2 separate regions of the Mus musculus genome follow, and region 1 is linked to region 2. A link is a contact called in public Hi-C data. All regions are on one chromosome and are shown on one strand. Each heading gives the region's core, a stretch centred on a gene start, on an enhancer-like site or on the middle of the called end of the contact. The rest is flanking DNA. Distances are from core to core; before and after follow the strand shown. Region 1 holds the start of Kcna6 (potassium voltage-gated channel, shaker-related, subfamily, member 6). Region 2 has its middle 15 kb from the start of Gm33581.

What was found. A called contact is a pair of places that touch in the nucleus more often than the background predicts.
Region 1: a contact with region 2 is called in a Hi-C map of cerebral cortex, with 1.9 times the contacts expected there. The contact joins the promoter of Kcna6 here to the enhancer-like site in region 2. A contact is called at or near these places in 2 of 39 promoter capture datasets (embryonic stem cells and macrophages), 4 of 484 Hi-C or Micro-C datasets (Sertoli cells, cerebral cortex, cortical neurons and 1 more), 1 of 115 datasets of contacts at active chromatin or transcription factors (embryonic stem cells) and 3 of 9 other capture datasets (adipose tissue, liver and pancreatic islet).

The regions. Positions count from the first base shown.
Region 1 is chr6:126,739,033-126,742,346 of GRCm38.p6, forward strand. It overlaps Kcna6 (potassium voltage-gated channel, shaker-related, subfamily, member 6), which reads right to left and starts at 1,642. Exons shown (of 2, transcript NM_013568.6): 1 at 1-1,642. The coding sequence starts at 892. The region is part of intron 2 of Gm33581 (a long non-coding RNA gene); the gene reads left to right.
Region 2 is chr6:126,700,229-126,703,665 of GRCm38.p6, forward strand. No RefSeq gene overlaps it. Among named protein-coding and RNA genes, the nearest start is that of Gm33581, 15 kb to the right of the region's middle. Within about 2 kb of position 2,058, at least 46 of the 459 cell types and tissues checked have an H3K27ac peak or open chromatin away from gene starts, as enhancers often do. A contact at or near this core is called in cerebral cortex and cortical neurons, where this site is marked.

The sequences.
Region 1 (3,314 bases), core at 392-2,891, 38 kb after region 2:
TGTTCATGATATTGCGAAAGAAGGCCGCCTTGCTGGGACAGGCAGAGAAGCGCACCAGGAGCTCAAACGTGAACCAGACGATACACAGAGTTTCCACCAAGAAGAAGGGGTCTGTGAAGAAAGAACCCCCGAGAGTACTAAGTGAAGATGTTCCTCCAGTCCCCAACCCCCCAGAGGGAATGCTACCAGGAAATGCATAGGAATCTTCATCCTCATCTTCTTCCTCGTGGCTCCTGGAGGCCGGAGACAAGCGGGTCCCACTACCCTCGTTGCTTCCACCGCGCCCATCTGCACGGAATTGAGGCAAGGTCTCCAGGCAAAAGATGACGATGGAGATGAGGATGACCAATACTGAGACGATGGCGATGCCTCGGGCGGGCCCGGAACTCTCCGGGTACTCAAAGAGAAGCCAGACCTGTCGCTGGAAAGGCTGGGAGGGGAGTGGTTTCTCATCCTCGCCACCTTCGGGCAGGCAACCCTCATCCTCCCGGAAGGCCGCCAGGGCTTCCTCTCCCAACTGATAGAAGCGGATCTCTTCCATAAAAATGTCCAGGGGCACATTAACAGGCCTGCGCAGGCGACCTCCAGATTGATAGTAATAAAGGATAGCGTCGAAGCTGGGTCGGTTGCGGTCAAAGAAGTACTCGTTCCTCAAGGGGTCAAAGAAACGGACTCTGCGGCCAGGGTCTCCTAGCAGCGTGTCAGGGAACAGCGACAGGGTGCGCAGCTGCGTCTCGAAGCGCAGCCCGGAGATGTTGATCACCAACCTCTCACTACTACAGCAGCCGCCGCCGCCCTCGGCCTCCTGGAACTCACCCGCATCCTGTTGCTCCCCCTCCGGCCCACGGACCTCCCCCGGCGCCGCCAGCGTCAGGGATTTCTCCGATCTCATGTCACCTCGGCGGTGCGCTCCCCGCCACTAGGACGGCGCCCACGACACGAGCTCCAGAGAGCGGCACCCGCTTCACAGCTTCGGCTGTGCCCTCCTTTAGGGTGGGGCCCGTGCTCTGACCTGGCGGTTAGGTCGGTGAGCCCTGCAGCTGGTCCCTCTGCCAGGCTAGGTCTGGGAAGTGGCTCTGGCTCTCAATAGCCGCGCCTCCGTGCTCAGGATTTCTGAGATGCCTGGAACCCGCAAACTGTCGCGCGCGTGAAACTGGCTGCCCGAAAAGACGCGTGGCTTAGCTCTCGATGGTGCCTAAAACTGGGCTCAGGACCCACAGGTCCGCCCTCCAGACCTGCTGGCTCTCACCAGGTCCTACTGCGCTTCTCCAGCTGCACACGACTCTGGGTTGCCGCTGGTACCTAAGCGCCAGATGCGCCTCCCTCTGGCTCACCAAAGACTCCTGCCCGGGCTCGGCCTCCGCCTCCGCCCTACGTCCACCACCGAACTAGGTCTGGCCAAGGTCGCGATTGCAGCCGCCACCTTCTTCCCCAGGAGCTAGCTGTTCTAGAGGCCTCGGAATCGCCCTGGGCCTTCCCGGGCGCCGAAGCGCGGAGACCCACCTCCCCACCGCTTCAAGCCTTGCCTGCACCCGCAGCAGCCCCAGCAGCAGCAACAGCAGCAGCAGCAGCAGCAGCAGCAGCAACAGCAGCAGCAGGCTCAGCTCTCAGCTCTGCCCTTCCTCCTTAACACACTCTCCAAGTGACGTGGCAGGCCCCGCCTGCTGCCCACCCCACTCTCACATCACACCCCTTACCCAGTCAGGGGCTGCAGCAAGCCTGGATGCTGGGGAGAGATGTGTATACTTGCCTCCCCAGTAATCTTTCCCGCGCTCTCCTGGCATGCCTCTTGCTTTCTCACATTCACACGCACGCCCCCACCCCCACCCCAACCAAGCCGCAGTATCCTAATAACACACCCACTCCATCTCTCCATAGTCATCTCTTCTCGTTTCTGTTCACCGAGCTGACCTGCTCAGTGTATTTCAGCAAAAAGAAATCACATACGCTGGCCCACAACACACCCCTGCCCAATAAGCTATACACAGCACCTGACCCCTCCACAGCTATTTACTTGGGGGGGTCGGGGGGGGACAGGAGAGGGAAAAATCCATGTTTTTTATATCCATGAAGACATGTTTGCCATTTTCAACCTCTCCTGGGGGGGGGGGGAAGATGAAGTATTTTTAAATGTCTTGAGAGCTTTCCATTTAGGCTGTGTCCCAATGTTAATTCCCCATCAGACTCTCACTTTTGCAACCTGGAAAGGCAAGGCTGCAGCTCTCTTTCAAGGCGCAGTGATAGTAAGAGGGGAGGAAAAGCCTGCCCGTGCCCAGTGCTCTCATGGAGTCCTGAAGACGTCCACCATCATCTCCATGAAAAAGCACCAGAAGACTATGATATTGAAGAAACACTATATACAAGGAATAGCAGCCAAGAATCTTTGCTTCACGCCTCCTTTGGAGAAAAAAAGAAGAAAAGAAAAAAGTAAATAAAAAGATTCTGCAATTTATACTTATCTGTGTCAAGAAAAGGGAGGAAAGGAAAAACAAAAAGGAGGTAGTCAAAGTGTCAATAAACAATGTAGCTATGTGTGATGAGCATCTAATAAACACATTTTAGTTGCTTTACCAGAAAGATGGCCTCCCCTTCTAGGCCATAGAGTCTCATTTGGTAGGATTTGAATGGGACAAACTACTCTGCCTCTCTTAGAATGCCAAAAAGATTTTCCATCCATTCTCCCAAAGGCTTCCTCCCTAGATCACGTGGATGAAGTCGCTGGATGGTGCACCTGGTTTCAGACTACCAGGTAGCTTGCTCTTGACTTGCCGTGGCCACAGTTGATTGGCTGGCAACGGCCAGTGTTTCTTCATAAGAAAGAGCGTCCGTAGGATAAGGACAGTAATGGCACATAAGATTCTCTCAAGCCATGAGATGCATGTATGGGTTTTTAGCCATACGATCTAGACAGACTGTTTTTAAACCACAGCAGTTTTCACAGCAGGTGCTCCCAGAGGGATGAGGCAGGGGAGGAAACCAGAGTTCTTGGACCTGTAGGGAGGAAATCGAGTGGAGATGATGCTGACTTCATCACACATGGAAGCTTGGGCTCCCGCCTGTCCCTCCCCAGGTCTCCTAGCCTCAACCTCTGCCTCTCTTATGTTTGACTTGGTTTCCATTCCTTCCCCTCGCATGCACAGTTCAGTGAAGGGTGAGAGAGCAAGTCTGCTGCATTTACCCAGTCGATAGTTTTCCCATTTGCAGGCTATGTAATTAAGCAATTTAGACATCACACAAAAGTTACTCCACTCAAAGGAAAAAATAAAATAAAGCAACAACAAGCACAGTATAGAAGACACACTCTCACCCTGTCC
Region 2 (3,437 bases), core at 808-3,307:
CTTGTGGGGATGAGGCACCCTTGAGACATCCCCAAAGATTCATGTCTGGGGAAGCCATGGAACACAGCTGTCCTGTGCCATCCAGCAGCGAGCCGAGGCCTGGGGTGAAACACTCTAGACTCAGCGGGAGGGAGGGACTCTTAGGACATGGACTCTTGGAAAGCTGAGTTCTTATTCAGGACATGGTTACACAGGATGGGGTAGCCAGCAGGCTTTTGTGCCAGATTCTCTTGGTGGCTTGTGGTGAGGAGAGAGATTGTGGAGATGAGAGAACTTTGTGGAGATGTGGTTTCTCTTTCCAAAGGGGAGCATGTTTGATGTGGAAGCAAATAAGTTCTCTACCTGCACACTCATTCGTATATGTGCAGTCCGCACACTACACATAGACGCACACATGGGCACAGACACACCATGCACATATCCACATAGTACACACATGCACACTCATAGGCACAAACATACCACGCACATGTTAACAGACACACCATATACATACACATAGTATACATGTGCACATAGACAGGCACTCATATACATATACACACATATGTACCACACATTCATATTTAATATACCACACATTCATATGCATATACTCGTGTATGCTCATATTCCCATATTCTAACACACATACACATATGCCTCTCTTTTCAAACCATTTAAAGGGGTTTCTCCCATGGACAGCCTTCATGGTGGTCTGGAGAAACACTTGACTGAGACCACAGTAGAAAGACTCTGGTCACTGGTGAGCTATCAGATACTCTTATCGAATGCTTTGCACATGTTGGTCACCAGGGCATGAGCATGCTGAAAAGCTCACTAAACAGTACTAGGGGCGCTGTGTTAGAAAAACCACTGGAGATTCTGGGAAATGTGCACCAAGTCCCCAAACTAAATTCTTACTACCCATCCCCGTTCCTACAGCTTGTCATAGAGGTGCACAGGTGCAGCCGATGTACGTGGTGGAAATTGGCCTCTCGCGTGTCCCAGTGTTGCCTGGCCTCGTTCTGCTCTCCCCTCTGAAGTTACAGGATGGCCTTCTGAGGAAGAGCTGGGAGAGGGGGCATCTCAGCGGCTTACACTCGAGCTGCTCTGAAATGCCCTGAGGGATATGACGCTCTTTATAATGCTCACACATGCTCAGACGGAAAGCGCTGAACGAACGAGTGATGTCGGCACTGAAGGAAGAGGGCTGAGCCCGCTCACGCTCACGCTCATGTTCCGAGGGGGTAGCCGAGTGCGCGATGCTCATGTAGAGAACTGAGGGCTGAACGCTGCGTACTCAACGTGGACTAGAGAAGAGAGAGAGAGATAGATACGCTGTGCTTGTGGGGGGGAGGGGCTTCATACCTGATGCTCCTGTGGCGAGGAAAGAGTTGAATACCTGACATCACCTCATGTGGAGAAGACAGGGCTGAGACACGTCAGTTCCTGGTCACACCATCTGGATCTGCCCCTTTGGCCCTGGTGCTGTGCAAGGTGTGGGCATCCTCTGAAGAGATGCGCTCAGGGGCACGCAATGTGGACAGGGGCGCACAATGTGGACCATGAGCTTTTGCAAACTCAAGGCAGGCAAACCACTGTCTGGATCATTTTGTCTTCTTAACTCGAGGTCTGACTTAGTCTTTTTTACTACAGAATCCCTGGTTCCTCTCATCATAAGGACATGTACCCAGACCTCAAATTAACCCGTCCTGCTGCAGATTTATGTTCCCACACACCTGGGCAGGAAATGTCCTGAGCCAGCCAGTCCAGCTCCGCTGACATCTCTCACAAGCTTCACTCCCCCGACCCCGACACACACACACCCATATACCACTTTCTCCCCCACCCCCTACCCCGCCAAAAACAGCACAGCATCTTTAATTCTTCTCATAACAGCAGACAAGCACCTATTGCATAACAGAATTGATGTAAGGCACTTTGAGGAACGGAAAGGGAAACCAAGTGACTTGGGAAATAAACAGCCCCTCCCCTCCTCGCCAGGCCCGAGGTTCCTGATGGCATCTGTGCACATCCAGATTGCAGTGCTGTGCTGCAGCCCTGGAACAGTGAGCCTTGTTGCCGGTGTTCTCAAAGGCTTTGCTCAGCGGGCCGCAGTACTTTTCCTCTTCTCCGCAGCTCTGGCCGGGAAAACAATAACCTTGTCTCCCTCTAGTGGCCAAAACTCGCAAGCGCTCACCTGGGAGCCTTCTCTCAATCCTGGTAATTAACCAATGGTTCAGGCTCCGTTGCCTTGGAGACTAACTACTCGCTCATCTGTGGGGCTGACTGGTGCCTACAAGCTTAAAAGCCCATACACAGGTTTTGATTTTAGAAGTCCCTGAAACGCATGTACGTGACATATGGTCGTCATTGTGTTCCAAGTTTCATAGCACAGATTATCAGTCTCCTGACCTAAAGAATGACCTTTTCCTGGGAAAGATATGCTCATTCTTGGACCCAGCTGAGGTTACTTGATAGAGTGCTTACCTAGCATTCACAAATCCCTGAATTCTATCCCAAGTACCACCTAAACCTGGAGTAGTGGTGCGGGTCTGTAGCCCCAGTGGATTCAAAATAAACAAAAACAAAACAAACAAAACAAAACAAAATCTCTTCCCAGGAATCTACTGTGTCTGTCTTAACATCCGGCTTTGTAGCCCAGACGGTCCTTTAACTTACGGTTCTCCTGCCTCAGCCTCCTGTGTGCTGGGATTACAGGCACATACCTCCATGCTCAGGTAGGAATTTGCATTTTAATGCCTCCTCTAGATGACTGTGACCCACAGTGGGTTTTGTTCCTATTTAATTTTCAGAAACCTTGTGTGAGTACTACAGAGCTGACCAAAACAAATGGGAGGTACTTACCTCAGTCAATCATTACAAGCCATGCATCAATTTGAATAAGACCCCTTTCTCCTGGCTCCCCACCCCCACCCTGCTCCTCCTACTGATATCCAGCTCTTCAGAACCCATCATGGAAACTGGGGATGTAGCTCAGGTGGTAGGCTGCCAGGCCTGCCTGCACAAAACCCCAGCACTGCATAAACTGGGCATGGTAGTGCATGCATGCAACCCCAGCACTCAGAAGACAGAGGTAGAAAGATCAGGAGGAGATCAAGGCCATCCTTGTTTGACATCGTGAGTTTAAGGCTAACATGGGATACATTAGACCCTGTTTCAAACTTTTCAAGGGGAGGCCGTGATGATGCGCACCTTTGATTTCAGCACCCAGGAAGCAGAGACAGGCAGACCTCTGTGAATTTCAGATACCCTGCTCTACCTAGCATGTTTCAGGCCGGCCAGTGCTGCACAGTGAGACTTTGTCTCAAAAACACCCAAACAACAATCATTTATAAACACCTTCGAATGGAGGTGAGGCCACTGGAGAGTACCTGTGAAGCATACCACTTGGAATCTGAGAGGAGTGAAGATCTGAGCCCTAGAATGTCAGG